Linked DNA regions of Zea mays: all the other regions are linked to region 3. The links are chromatin contacts, called in public Hi-C maps. All regions are on one chromosome and are shown on one strand. Each heading gives the region's core, a stretch centred on a gene start, on an enhancer-like site or on the middle of the called end of the contact. The rest is flanking DNA. Distances are from core to core; before and after follow the strand shown. Region 1 holds the start of LOC100193886 (AGC (cAMP-dependent cGMP-dependent and protein kinase C) kinase family protein). Region 2 holds the start of LOC103649652 (plant cysteine oxidase 1). Region 3 holds the start of LOC100193711.

Region 1 (4,695 bases), core at 188-2,687, 180 kb after region 3:
TTTCCTTGTCAACGAAAAGGGACGCAGGGATCAACTGTTCCCCTAGTCCCCTAGGTAAAAAAGGAACGGTAAGCCAAAGCTGGAAATGTTGTGATGTACATTAACGAGTGATTGACATAAGATAACTGCTAGCATGATTAATAGAACAAGTACGTTTTGAAGTGTATGCATCATTATCCAGTGCCTATTAATGGAAAAGACAATGAGAAATGAGAATGCCTAGATAGTCCACTCTCAGTTCACAAGCAACAGGAAACATATTCCAGTTATACCAAAACTATCGGTCCGATTGTGATTTGAAACCAACACAAACAACTCCGACTACACACTATCAAACAAACAAATGTGGGACAACAAAAGGAGCACGTCCGACAAACTTTTGCGCCACTTTAACACCAATAGGTCAAAGGCAACCGCAGTACTGCTGATTGTTTTTCGCTCAGTTGTTCTCTAACAAGCTTCTCCACAACATTACTCCAAGCACCCTTGCGCAGTGGGTCAAACAGCGGGGAACACTAGAAGCTCAGCGTAACAGCTGTTGGCGCAAAAAAAAACTACTACACGCAAGCAATTTGAACTAATTTTGCCCAATGCATTTAGCATACACTAAGCATCCAGAAACAACCAGTGCAACCAGCTCTACTGTCCTCCCCGTGCTGGAAGCCTGGAACTATCGATCATCCCCAAACTATGTGACGCCGAGCTCGGACCTCAAATTGCAGACAGAGGTGTCAATTCCCGAATCTATAACGTTGCACTACACCACAGGCTACTCTAGAACTTGTGAAATCATGGCCACCAGGCTACAAGTACAGAAGCAAAAGCAGCCAAAAGCTGGCGCCCAAAATTGGCAGCCCGGATGGGCAAGCTCCAGCGGCGCGAGCTCGGACGACTCCCTCCCACGGCCAACCCCAGCTCAGACCCCTTCGATCGAGCTCGCACGCGCGAGATCTAGCGCAGCCGCGCGCGAGCAGTAGCTAGGATTTGCGGCCAGCCGCGGGCGTGCGGAGAGATCGGATCAGCAGGGCCGGTACGGGTACCTCTCCTTGCGCTCTTGGATGTTCTTCATCTGCGAGCGGTAGTGGCTCTCGATGAACTTCTTCGCGGCGGCGACGCGCTCCATGGTGAGGGTGGACCCCACTGCCTCGGCGGCCGCCTCCCCCTCCCCTTCCTCCGCCACCGCCGCGAGCGGCTCGGCGGCGGGGATCGCCGCGGCGGGCGCGTCCGCCATCTCGCGCTCCATCCCCCACACCGCCTACGCCGCTGGCAGTCCCTGTCTAGCTGTCCCTCTGTGCCCTCGGTGCAGCGGCTGTCACCTGTGTACTCTCTCTCCTTTTTCCCCTCGGTGTCTGGGCCTCTCTATTTGGTGGGGCCGCGGGGAAGGGGGGCGATGATGTGCTTGTCGCAGCGCGCACGCGGACCGCTTATATACAGCGCGGGGGATCGCGTTAAGACTTGGGCTTCTTTTGATGGTGGCGTGAAAAAACTACCTGTTCCAGACAACTAGTTTGGAAAACTCATTTTTCAAAAGATTTTTATTTTTCTAAAAGAAATTATTTTATTTTCCGTGGAAAAATAAAAACCTCACAGGAGTAGGATTTTGATAGCCTGGGATCAAGGTTATTTGCCTAGCAGGTCCTAAGTCTCCAACCAAACATGCCTCTTGTTTGCCCATGTGGACTGTATATAATTGGAAAAAAAATCATAAAATGGCACCTTCGTTTCCATGTGGAGTAAAGTGGATTGTGGTATTGAGATGAATTTTGAGTTGTTGTAGATTTAAACCGACTCAATATCATTCGATCCACGTGGATTCATATCAAAACGAACAAGTCTGTAAGATTTGATTTGATTGGAATTTAAACTCAATCAATCACACTCAATCCCATGGATTAAGAGATAAATGAACAAACCCTAAATCGGAATTTCCGTGGGAGGTTATGGGGGGAAATGGAATGAGGGGAGAGCTAGCTAAGACCCTTTTTGTTTTAGCTTTTTTCAGCTTCCAGTCACCAGAAGTTGTTGTAGGCTGCCAAATGTCCAGCTTATCAGTCTGCTTCTATAAGAATTACTTAAGTTAAAACCGTCCAAAATCAACGTAAACACATAATCGACCGAGTCGTTGTGATACTAGGAAATCATCACTTTCTCCTAAATCTTACGGGCTCTTTTTATCTTTCTCCACACGTAATCACCACAATAATTAGATTCTCTTTACGGACAGATTATCCCCACAACTAGATTCTCGAAAAAAAACTTTTCATAAAAAAACTGAACCAAACAGACTCAAATATCTGGTCCTAGAGCAACTCTCTTGACATGATCACACCGCCAGACATGACAGAGAGATCGTTCACCGGCTCGACGCAAGCAGAGACATGACTAAAGTTGTGCTACACACTTGCCCATCTATCTCCCACACTCGTTCGCAGACCGACCTAGACTATGTAGCAAGGGCTTTCTATTCTCTTTCCCCTTCAACAATATAGCGGCTACAATTTTTCTCTAGCGCCCGCACCGCTTCCCTTACGACATCTTCTACCTCGTCGGCGTCGTCTCTTTCCCCTAAATCAAGGAGATGCTACGGCGCTGCGTTCCCTTTCTGCTCTCCCGTTCGCGCATGCTTGGTTAATCGAATGTTGCTGCTTGCGTCATCGTCCTCACTGGCCGCTCATCTCCAACATCTTTCCAACTCGTCTCGCCATCGCTTCGCCTCCTCTTCGATCCCCACACCTACGGGCGATCTTGGGTTTTCCACCGTCTCTGATGACTCTCGACCGATCCAAGTCCTCTGACACCGTGACTCGCCACTGCACACGTGGAGACCATTCATCGTCTAATATTTCAGTAAAAAATACTCCCTCCATTTTAAAATATATTCCGTTTGACTTTTTCAACCTCAACTTAGGTAACTTGTCCTATTCAAAAAATCATGAAAAAAATAAAATAAAAGTCATATGTAAAGTATATGTGATAATAAACAAAAGCGCAACGTTTTTTTTTTATTTTTTCCCAAATTTATTGAATAAGGCGGGTTGGTCAAGCTTGTGATAAAAAGGTAAAATGAATTATAAATTTGGAAGGGAGTAAGGAAAATAACGGCGTTTTTCCGTTTTATTTTTTCAACAAGTACAGTGAGAGTGAGTGACTGACGCCCGGATACGTACTTGCCATGATTACCGTATGATGGAACCCTGGATAGTTGATTGGTTGTAGCAGCAAGAGAGAAAAAATAATGTCTGGACATCCGACGGAAAGTAATAATTGTTACTACAATCATGCTTCAGTAATTATTATTATTAATATATATACGTATTCGACTATTCGTTTATCCTATTTGCCTGGGCATGCATGCTCAATCTGGAGAATATATACCGGCACTCCGGCCCGCGATGGAGCTCACCGACGGCCGACGAGGGGCAGCGTACGGGCCAGGGCCAGGCATGGCGCGGCAGGTCGATAGCGTGCTGTCGTGTCGGTCGAGGCCACGTCGTTGTCGAGCGGGGCCGGCAGCCTGGCTTTTCCACGGCTTCACGCGCGCTGCACGAATTGCTCGGATCCAGTGGGTTGGGTGATTGGGTCGGTCGTCCACGAACACCAAGTGCACGCACATTATTTGAAGTACTGCAACTCTGAGGTGCCCATGGCGCCGTGGACGGTGTTACAAAATATTGTATATTGTATATGTGACCAATTCAAAGGGTGTGACAGATTCTCCCTAAGGGACATATCCCTTGGGATACATCCCTTCACATGTATATAATCAGGACTCCCTGCAATAATAAAGGCTCGCTGTCATTTGTCTCTCTCTCAATCTCGTTACCACTGAGTATACTATAACACGTTATCAGCACGACTCGCGAGAAAACGGAGAGAAATTGCTGGTAGGAAGAAAACAGATCGCTCCTAGTTGGAGAAGGATAATGGTATGGAACCTACTCTTCCTCTCCGCTTTCACTGTATGCGTGAAATTTTTATGTCGTCGGTGGCCACAACTATACCACACCGGACGGCGCCGCGACGGCAAGGCTCGGCGCGGACAAGCCCTGTCCCCAGCGCACCGACGGTGCGGGCCATGCACAACAAGGCCATGCGCAGAGCAGCGCGCCTCGGCCATGCGCGGTGCGTCTGCCTGCCTACACAGGGCCATGCGGCTCATGCACAGGGAGGGCCATGCAGGCTCCCCACACGAAGCCATGCGGCCAGCCCACCGGACATGGCACCGGCCGCTGCGAGCCCTTGGCCGCATGTGCCCAGGTGCACTTCGGCGCGGGTGAGGCACGACCCCGGCCAGTCCAATGGACACGGCACGGCCGTTGCGAGCCCTTGGCCGCTCGCGACCAAGCGCAGTCCGGCAAGAACCGACCACGGCGCGGGACAGCCTCGGTTACGCGCGGTCGAGCCCCAGTGCGGGCAAGCCCCGGCCGCCGAGCGCCCCGGCCGCCGAGCGCCCCGGCGCGGGCACGCTGCGGCCGTCCCCCGGCTCGGACGCGGCCAGTTGCCAGCGTGGGCACGGACGCTCGGCCGTCAACGGGTGGACGCCTGAACGGGTGCTCTGCATCTCTGCGCAAGCGGCACGTCCCTGCCACACCGACCGCCGGTGCGGATCCGGCAACGTCGGGCGCGGTCGGCCTCTCGCGGAGTTCGGCGTGGCCGCCTCCTGGTGCGGGGTTGGCTGACACCGGCACGCATGAC
Region 2 (5,032 bases), core at 1,564-4,063, 150 kb before region 3:
GCAGCTCTCCGGAAGGCTGCATGCTGCACTACCGTGACTTCGCGACGGCTTCTGCCCCTGTAGTGTCCTTGCCAGGCAAGGAGAAGGAGGTCTCCAGGTTCTGGAGGCCCCAGGAATTCGACGACAGCGAGGAAGAGGAGTATTGATTAATCATTACATCCCCAGTTCCAAATTATAAGTCACTTTGACTTTTTTTTACGTAAATTTTGCCATGCATAGTAAAATTGATGTACCAAAAAAAGAGTCAAAGCTACATAGTTTGGAACTGAATTAGTATTACGCTATCTCGGTGAGCTTCCAGTTCTGCTACATGCAGACAAGAGAAAAGCTTGTATATATAAAAAGAAAGAAAGGTATGTCAACTGGGCCTGGGTGCGCGGCGTGATTGCATCATGCATCCCACAGCTGCAGCCTGCAGGATACTACAGAATGCTAGAGGTAGAAGTGATACCAGAGGTTGCATTACCATGGGCGCCGCATGTGTTGGTCGCTATACCGCTGTTGCTTGTGTTGTTTGTGTCGCCTTTGGACTTGGTGAGGATAATGCCGATGCTACGGGCAATTAATGCGCCTATGCTTTGCTGTTTGTTTTATGCCTGCAGCTCCAAAGCTTCGTGGAACAACCAGACAAGGTGATGGTCACAGACCTTTTCTCCATTGGAATCCTGTGGGGACGAGCGAGCACTCACGGTCACGGCCATGGGCACGGGGGGATCCTGGGTTCTGCATGGCACGTACATGACAAAATAGGCAAGCAACAAGAAGGCAGGAAGGACCCCAGCTGCCCAGCAGCCCACCCTGCAGGTTTTCCACAGCTGTTTGGCCTGGCTGCCCAGCCCACAGGAATGCCTGATGCGATGGTTCCTCTGCCTCTCCGGCCGGCAGGCGGCAGCAGCTTATAAAACTTGAGAGGGGACTCAATTTTCATTGGTTTGTGTACACCGGCGGCGGCAACAGAGTGGAGTAGGACGACGACGACAACACGAAAGCGAAGAGGGAGCAGGCTGTGCCTTACTATATAACAACATGCATGCATGGGCGCTTTGTCATGTATGTATATAGCAGTTGAAATCTGATTAGAATTCTGGGATGCAAAAGTTCCAGATGATCAATAACTATTTTTGAACGTAAGGAAATTTAGAAGGTATTTGAATACAGTAGAGATAATAGTTAGTTAGCTAAAAATATACTAGTAGAATTAGCTAGCTAATAACTAGTTAGCTAACTAGTAGCTAATTTACTAAGAATAACTAATAGTTGGGTGTTTGGATATCTCTAGTTAATTTTAGCCACTAACTATTATCTCTAGTGCATTCAAACACCCCCTAGATAGTGGTATTAGGCCGAACCATAGATCACGTATAGCTGTAAATTAAAAGACGCCATCGATTACCGGCTATTTGATTCCTGAGCGTGTGCACCAAATAGTCTCCCATTGCTTTTGTTGCAAATCTGTTTTTGTTTTCCTACTACTCCCTTTGCATTATTTCATGGTACAAAGATTTTGAATGGAATTCTCCTTTTTATCTATTTCAGTTAACTCCACAAGCATGAACATTTCACTGGTCATGCTACACAACCAAACAAAGTAGTTTACGCGTTCAACTTTTGTAGTTATATTTGCTTACTACTACTATTGTTGTTGTTGTTAGTGCTGCGTGTATTCGTGACATAAATAACGCAAACATATTTTATAAACTACTCTCTCTTCAAATTTTTTATTTATCGTGTTTTAGTTGAAAAATAAACTAGCAGACGATAAATATTTGAGAACGAAAATAGTAATTTTCAAACAAATATACTCATACCCTTGTTAGTCTTAGAGCCTGTTTGGAACTTGGAAGCACCCAACTTTTAAGAAACCAAATTATATTAATCAGAATGGTTCCAAATATATCACTTTATGTCTCAGTTTATAGAAATTGGATTCGTAGTTTATTAAAATCAAGAGGCTAGTCTCTCCTAGCTAAAACCAACTTTTGTTTATTTAATTACATAATGTCATTATTGGTTTCATGGAAGTTACATCTATTGCCGCCGCTTTTCAAAATAGAGGAATGGTATGCTAGTAATTGCTTATCCAAAAACTAGAAAATAGCTTTTTTAGAAATTGAGTTCCAAACATTCACACCCATCTTTTTTTTCATAAACCAGTTTTTAGAAATTGAGGATAGAAAATATTTTTTAAAACCGGTGTGCTTCCAAATACGCACTTAGGCTATCTTCGGTGGATCGTGTAAAATAGGGACACAACACTGTAGATGATACGGTTTGACACTGTTTGTGGAGTGAGGTTTGGAATATGAGATGAGATAGAGAAGTTACTGGAGATAGCCTTTAAGTAGCTTAAAAGAAGTCGGTAAACCAATCTCAGAACATATATTAGTAGAGAATAATGATTTTCTTTGCTTCAATACCTCTCTCATCCTCCTAAAATTTCGTGTCCCACATCTGCCTCCTCCACTTCTGCATATTTTCACGTGATTGATGGCTCCCGCGCACAGTCTTGTTCCGGTGGAGGCATCAATCAGGAAGTGTTGGCAGCTGCCTGGAGATAACAAACGCCTACATTTCCAAATATTCGAGGGGCCATAGATATGTGCAATGTGGGCTGCTTGGATGACGTTTTTTTTTAAAAAAAATCTGAGTGCAGTTTTTTGGTTTTGTTTAAGAAGATGTTGGAGTAGACACAATATTTCACCTCTAAAAATTTTTAGCCTCCCTCCAATAATATTTTTATTTGGTGAAAACTTTTTAGCATTCTTTTGGACTCTTAAATGTCTGGCCAGACAGAACACTCACCGGCCACCACCTTCGTCTATAAAAAATCTTCGGCTACTCCTAAGTTTCCCCAGCTCAATCAACGCAAGAGCGCCACGCCAGTACTTTTCGCAGCCGTCGTGCAAAGCTCTCTCCAAGCCCTCGCCCTTTCACGCTCCCTTGAGGGCTTTGATGCGGGTGGAGTCCAGCGGCGGCCTCCCACTCCCAGAGCTGGAAAGACAGCAGGCGGGCGCCAAGAGACGCCGCCGGCGGGCACGGGCGGCGGCGGCGGCGGCGGCACCCCGAACGATGGCCGCGCCCGCCACCGCCGTGCAGCGGCTCTTCGAGGCGTGCCGCGAGGTCTTCACCGGAGCTGGTCCAGGCGCGGTTCCACCGCCGGCCGGCGTCGAGAGGATCAAGTCCGTTCTAGGTAACTGATCGATTCCCGACGTCTGCCCGCATCGTCCTCGTTCCAGTACCAGAGATCGTACTCGTACCCTTGTGCGTGTGGTCATGTTCCTGCCGTGTGCGCAGTGAACTATATATGCGTGGTTTGTATTCGACGTTATAGCGGTCTAGCCACTTGTCACATTATATGCGACCGTAGTTCATAGTTGGACGGGGAAACGTCGTGGATCCTGTGACACCTCGACTAGATTTGTTCGGTTCCTGGGAATTACACTTAATTTGGTGGAAATAAGGATCAAGATTATTCAGCCTCTCGAAAGAAAAACTTTGAGGATCTTTCTATACTCATCATCTAGTAAACGTCGAGGTGCAGTCGTTGCTAACTTAGACTATAGTCTCTCTTTCCCACGATCGAAGAAAATCTTTCTGCAAGTAAACCAACAAACAACCAACGGAATGACACATTTCCTTTTGATTCAGTTACCAAGGTTAGATAGAAATGTCCAGTGCCAACTTATGTCATGAGTGTTTGTTTGCAGCCTGCAAGTAGCATGCTATTGGCGAGAACGAAAAACACGAAATATGCCTGACTTATTGAGCCACTTGTGTTCCTGGTGGAAATAAATTAAGACGGGCAATTGAGAACAGAAACCATGTGCTGTAACTGCTGGTATTGTCTCGCTTTGCGTGGCGAGGGATGCAGACATGCAGTCAATACGTCCATCCATGCTTGGGGCTGCACTAGCTAGGGTTCTCTTTTATTTCATTTGGCCACCGAAACCTGCTTGTTGCCAGGTACCATGATAATGGCAACTTGCCAGGTCTGTTAAGCATGTTTCTCGAACGATGAGGCCAATGGCGGAAGCTGTTGTTGTAGCATCCCTTCTGATAATGTGTATTGATTCGCCATTGACGACCTACCGTGATGTCCGTGTGGCGAAAGATGCTCACGCTGTTATGTTTACGTCTACATGCATGCCAGTTGGTTCTTTGGTTTTCCTTTTGGATACACCTTTGGGTTCCACAAGTAAAACTTTTTTCATGCTGAGTTTAGCACATAGTCATTTTTTATATAATGATCCAACCCATTTTTTTCTAGTCAACTTCCAGTTAAAAGTCACCTCAATCTATTTTCTTTCGTGCCGCCGACATGTGGCAACTTCCGTTCCTCGTTGTCGTTGCCATAGGTTTGCAACTGCAATTATGCATGAGAGTTGCACTGCAAGTTTCATACATGCGTTAGGCCTTCACATTTCAAAGATCCATGCTCTCTAGCTAACGGGTATTCATATCCTTGAGAGGCTGCCGCCAACCATGTTACAATGTTACACCTAACGAAAACGAACGAATTTTGGTTTTTGCTGACATTTGTTTCGCCATTTAATTATGTCCTGCAGATAGTATCACAGCAGCAGATGTTCGTCTAACATCCAGCATGCCATATTTCCGACGTGTTGACCCCTACGGCACTCCAAAAATCACTTACTTGCACCTATACAAGTGCGAGGCTTTCTCGGTATGCTTACCCACTACTAACAGCAGTTCTTGACAATTTACCATATCGAAGCTGTCACATAAGCTATATGGTGTACATAACTGCACTTGTTCGTACAGATCGGCATCTTTTGTTTGCCATCGAGGGGTGTCATTCCTCTCCACAATCACCCTGGCATGACTGTGTTCAGCAAGCTTTTGTTTGGTGCCATGCATATAAAATCTTATGACTGGGCTGCTTCTCAACAAGACACACCTGGTATTGTTGGTTCATTTATTTCCCTAAGCTTAGCACTTTCACATATAGCTTAACAAATTGCCTTTTTTTTTCTTTTCTCTCTCCTTTGATCATAGATGTTCAGTTGCAAGC
Region 3 (4,559 bases), core at 10-2,509:
AAGAAGTTGGTCTGGGGTCTCTGATTGCGTCTTTTGTGGCTTGTTTGAATCTACTAAGCATTTGTTTTTTGAATGCTCAGTAGCTCGATTCGTTTGGCATCTGATTCAGATTGCACTTTATTTGCCTACAACTCCGACAGATGTGGAACATCTAACTAGGGTGTGGCTTAGAAACTTTGATAAGGGGTACAGAAAATCTGTTGTAGTTGGGTGCGGAGCTGTTCTATGGGCGATCTGGAAGTCCAGAAATTCCATTTGCTTTAATAAAAAGCTCCATAATGACCCCACTGATGTAATCTTCATGTGTTGTTTTCTTTTGGATAACTGGGCATTAATGCAGGCAGGGAGAACAAAAAAGATGTTGGAGGCAGGAAGCAAGCGAATCAGAGAGACGGCAAGAGAGGTGTTTAATCGCGCGCATGGGTGGGCTCCGGTGACAAGAAGTATCACATGGTGATTGTGTTCTGTCTTACAATCTGCTTGGTCTTCTGATTTGCTAGGTGTGTATTGTCAGTTAGCTTGCCTTTGATCGGTTATGGTTGGTTCCAGGCAGCTGAGAGTGGTCGGCTGTAGACAATTAAGCAAGTGTTTGGTAAGACTTAGTTGATCTAAATAAGGTTGTAAGTCTGGATTTCTGTGTCCCTAATCCCTTTTTTTGGCGTTGTACTGTTGGGATGTAGCCATGTGCCATCCTTGTTGAGTGGCGGGCCTCGTGGCCTGTGTTGGTTGTAAAAACTCTATCGTTCTATTTTTTAATGAAATAGAGGGCACTACCCTTTTGGTCAAAAAAAATAATGCAAATAAGTTTTTCATGAAACTCCCACTAAAATTGCCCTTGGGATTTCATGTAAGTTTTATAGATGCGTTGTAAAATACAGATCGAGAGTATCACCGAGCGATAGAACTTTTTTTGTACTATTTTTCAAAACATATCTGTGTTGGAAATTAGGATATGAAACCTCTGCGGAGTCTAAAATAAATATAGGTATGTTGAAAACTTGAACGTGAAACCGCTACGACATAGCCGGACCTTATTCAGCCAAAACAAAAAACAGGACACAACTAAGACGATGGCCAGCAGATCGTAAATATAGCCGTGTTTTACACTATAGACTGTATTATTTATATAATGAAATTTAAAATAATCCGCTGGTTATGGCCCAAACTACGCCAGTGTGATCTACCATCTACCCCTGTGTCTGTGTGTTATATATACACAGCGCCGCAGCCTTCCGGTTCAGGGTCATCCGAGTTGCCAGCCAATTTTGCATCCCCACCACCCACACCCAGTGACAGAGACAGAAGGCCGGGCAGGGCCACGCGACGCGACGGAGATGGAGCACACGAATCATCGCCGCCGCCGTCAAGCTTTGGCCACCGTGTCGGCGACGACGACGCTCCTGCTGCTTCTCCTCTGTAAGAAGAAGAAGAAGACAACAAAGCATCATATCTCCAGCCACAGCTTTTCGTTAATCCAACTTTCATGCAGGCCTCGCGGCGTTGACGACGGCAGAGGCGCTGCGCGAGCACAGGGATGAGGGCGGCGCTAGCAGCAGTGGCGGAAGCGGAAGCGGCTGCGGCAGCAACGCCGCCGGCGGCAAGCAATCGCCGGCCGTGTGGGTGTTCGGGGACTCGTACGCGGACACGGGGAACCTGGGCGACCTCGGGCGGGAGCTGACCCGCGAGTGGTACGACCCGTACGGGACCACCTTCCCCGGCCGGCCCGCCGGCCGCTTCTCCGACGGCCGCGTCCTCACCGACTTCATAGGTCAGTTTTAAGTACTGCTAGCAGTGTACCACCTGTGTGTTTTGTTTCGATGGAGCCGCGCAAGCTAGCTAGCTAGCTATTCGTAGTGAAGTGTCAGAGCAATGCAACGCGGGTGGTGGTTATTGTCACATGGCGTACGGGCGATGGAGGGGCATGGAGCCCCGCCGCAGTGGCTCGCCAGGCCACGGCGAGCAGGAGCGCAATAAATACATGTGGTGGCATGTCGACGACCATGCTGCAATGGCGTGGTGGCCTGGCTGCCGTGCTGCTGCTGCATCGTCTTCGGCGATGGAGAGGGGACAGGGGAGGAGCCGAGGAGGACGACGACGGATCGTGGTTGGAAGTTCCCTCTCTCGCATTGATGGCGCCAGACTCCCTTGGTTGGTTGGGCCGGCAATCAATGCCCTGGCTGCTGCTACTGCTGCTGAGTGATGATCATCTAGCGAGATAGCTAGTGCAACTGCCACGGCGCATTCATACGCGCTTCCCCTTAAAATTTCTGCATCATGGCGGCGACTGTTCGGAAGCTCATTAGCTGCCTGCCTCACAAAACCGCCAACCGCTCCCTAACTACTGACGCTGACGTCGATCGGTAACATTCGATTCGGTTCTAAAGTTCCAGCCGCAGCTCGGCAACCGACAGCGCCGCCGACCTCGATCTCTTGGAGCCCCATCAGGCCATGGCCATGACCACAGTTCACATCATGCATTTTCATCTTTTAGGTGTTTGGTTCTGTGACTAAAGTTTAGTTCATGTTACATTAAATTAAAAAAATATAAGCTTAATTAAGTTTAATAAATTTATCTTATTTTTAGTATTTATCTATTTAATTAGTTTATAATTAAACTATATTTAATACTTGTAACTTTTTATTAAACATCCAATGTAGACAAAACTTCATTTGAAGAATTCAGACCACCTCTATAACTACCGACAACTACCTAACCTTGGCCTTTCTTTTCCAGCAGTGCAGTTTATTAAACTGCGCCGATCCTGGTAGCTTCTCTTTAAGAACTAGTTTGAAAACCCCATTTTTACAAAAAAAAAAATCATTTTCTTAAGAAAAATTGGTTTATTTTCCTTTGAAAAAATAAAAATCCTTAAATAAAATGGTGTTTTCAAACTAAAGAACCCATTTTTCCAAGTGATTTCGAATTTTTCAAGAGAAATTATTTTATTTTCCCTTGAAAAATAGGAATCACTTAGAAAAATAGAGTTGATAACTAGCGGATTGGAACCGATGCATTGCACTGCATGCAGCCTCCGCGATGGGAGTGCCAACGCCGGTGGCGTACAAGCTGCGCAGGGGCGCTGCGCGCGGGCTCGTGGCGCGCGGCATGAACTTCGCCGTCGGCGGCGCGGGCGTGCTGGACACCGGCAACTTCCAGCGCAACATCGGCGAGCAGATCGACCTGTTCCAGGCGCAGCGCCCGCCGTCGCCGCCCTCCGCCCGCGGCTGCGACGCCGGGGTCGCCGTCGTCGTCGTCTCCGGCAACGACTACTCCTACGCCGCCGACAAGGACAACAGCACAAGCGTACGCGTCAGTTTTATATATATAACTCTCGTCGATGCGCTGTCTTACACTCTTACTAGTACTCTAGTAGAACTACCTACGCAAACATACAGACCAACGTGGCGCATGCATGCATGCAGGCCGCGATCGCCTACATCCCGGCGGTGGTGCGGCAGCTCCGGGAGCAGCTGCTGCGGCTGCGCGACGAGGCGGGCATGCGCAAGGTGGTGGTCACCAACCTGCACCCCATGGGGTGCACGCCGCTCTTCACCCGCGCTCTCAACTACACGGCCTGCGACCCGCTGGCCAACGCGGGCGCCGCGCAGCACAACGCGGCGCTCCAGTCCGTGCTCGCCGCGCTCGACCCGGCCAACCGTACCTTCCTCCTCCTCGACCTCAACACGCCCTTCGCCGCCTTAGTCGACGGCGCGGCGGCGGCGACGGCGGAGGAGAGGTTCGCGGAGCCGAGGCGGCCGTGCTGCGAGAGCTTCAGCGCCGACGGCCACTGCGGGCAGCAGGACGACAGCGGCAGGCGGCAGTACAGGTTGTGTAGCGACCCGAGCAAGCATTTTTACTGGGACGACGTCCACCCGACACAGGCCGCGTGGGCCGCCGTCTCCCGAACGTTCAGGCCCATGATTCAAGAGTTCCTTCTGTCTACCTGATCACAGCTTTGTTTCGATCAGATGAGATAAAAACTAGCACTACTTATCCAAAGAACCAATCAAGAGTGGAGAGCTAACCGAGTTGTTGGATTAGTGAAATTCTCCTGTCATTGTTACTCTAAAAATGGCTGGATTTAAAAAAAAAATCCACGGTGCGAGATGTTAATAAAAAACGTTCTCCAGTTCGTTTTAATCCACAAAAGCAGTGAAAACCACAAGCTTCAGTTCGTTTTTAATCATGTTTACGTTCACTAACATACATTTAACCATAGAATATCATAAGAGTATCTTCCAAGTTAGCACTAATGATAACTATTATCCAGATCGGTTTTACCTGGATCGGTGCGTAGAGGGAGTAGTTCCTCCTCCTCGACCTCAACACGCCCTTCGCCGCCTTAGTCGACGGCGCGGCGGCGGCGGCGACGGCGGAGGAGAGGTTCGCGGAGCCGAGGCGCCCGTGCTGCGAGAGCTTCACTGCGGGCAGCAGGACGACAGCGGCAGGCGGCAGTACAGGCTGTGTAGCGACCCGACCGGAGTACCTTCCAAATTCCGACGAGAATAAACACAGCCTCAACTAAAAAACTATCAAGGCCAATACTGCCTTGGAATGA

The links. A called contact is a pair of places that touch in the nucleus more often than the background predicts.
Region 1: a Hi-C map of leaf shows a contact between it and region 3, with 3 times the contacts expected there. The contact joins the promoter of LOC100193886 here to the promoter of LOC100193711 in region 3. A contact is called at or near these places in 8 of 25 Hi-C or Micro-C datasets (bundle sheath, ear, leaf and 1 more) and 1 of 3 datasets of contacts at active chromatin or transcription factors (seedling).
Region 2: a contact with region 3 is called in a Hi-C map of tassel, with 2.2 times the contacts expected there. The contact joins the promoter of LOC103649652 here to the promoter of LOC100193711 in region 3. A contact is called at or near these places in 6 of 25 Hi-C or Micro-C datasets (bundle sheath, ear, leaf and 1 more).

The regions. Positions count from the first base shown.
Region 1 is chr3:7,879,192-7,883,886 of Zm-B73-REFERENCE-NAM-5.0, reverse strand. LOC100193886 (AGC (cAMP-dependent cGMP-dependent and protein kinase C) kinase family protein) reads right to left here and starts at 1,437. Exons shown (of 13, transcript NM_001349872.1): 1 at 1,041-1,437. The coding sequence starts at 1,243. It overlaps LOC100501331, which reads left to right and starts at 3,661. Exons shown (of 1, transcript NM_001196082.1): 1 at 3,661-4,695. The coding sequence starts at 3,929. The coding sequence ends at 4,546.
Region 2 is chr3:8,209,946-8,214,977 of Zm-B73-REFERENCE-NAM-5.0, reverse strand. It overlaps LOC103649652 (plant cysteine oxidase 1), which reads left to right and starts at 2,813. Exons shown (of 5, transcript XM_008675383.4): 1 at 2,813-3,190; 2 at 4,566-4,684; 3 at 4,783-4,921; 4 at 5,017-5,032. The coding sequence starts at 2,953. LOC100275548 reads left to right here. Exons shown (of 8, transcript NM_001165451.1): 8 at 1-268. The coding sequence ends at 146.
Region 3 is chr3:8,063,665-8,068,223 of Zm-B73-REFERENCE-NAM-5.0, reverse strand. It overlaps LOC100193711, which reads left to right and starts at 1,259. Exons shown (of 4, transcript NM_001138803.1): 1 at 1,259-1,416; 2 at 1,490-1,768; 3 at 3,030-3,304; 4 at 3,424-4,144. The coding sequence starts at 1,335. The coding sequence ends at 3,948. It overlaps LOC103649649 (protein HIRA-like), which reads right to left. Exons shown (of 11, transcript XM_020550084.1): 11 at 4,504-4,559.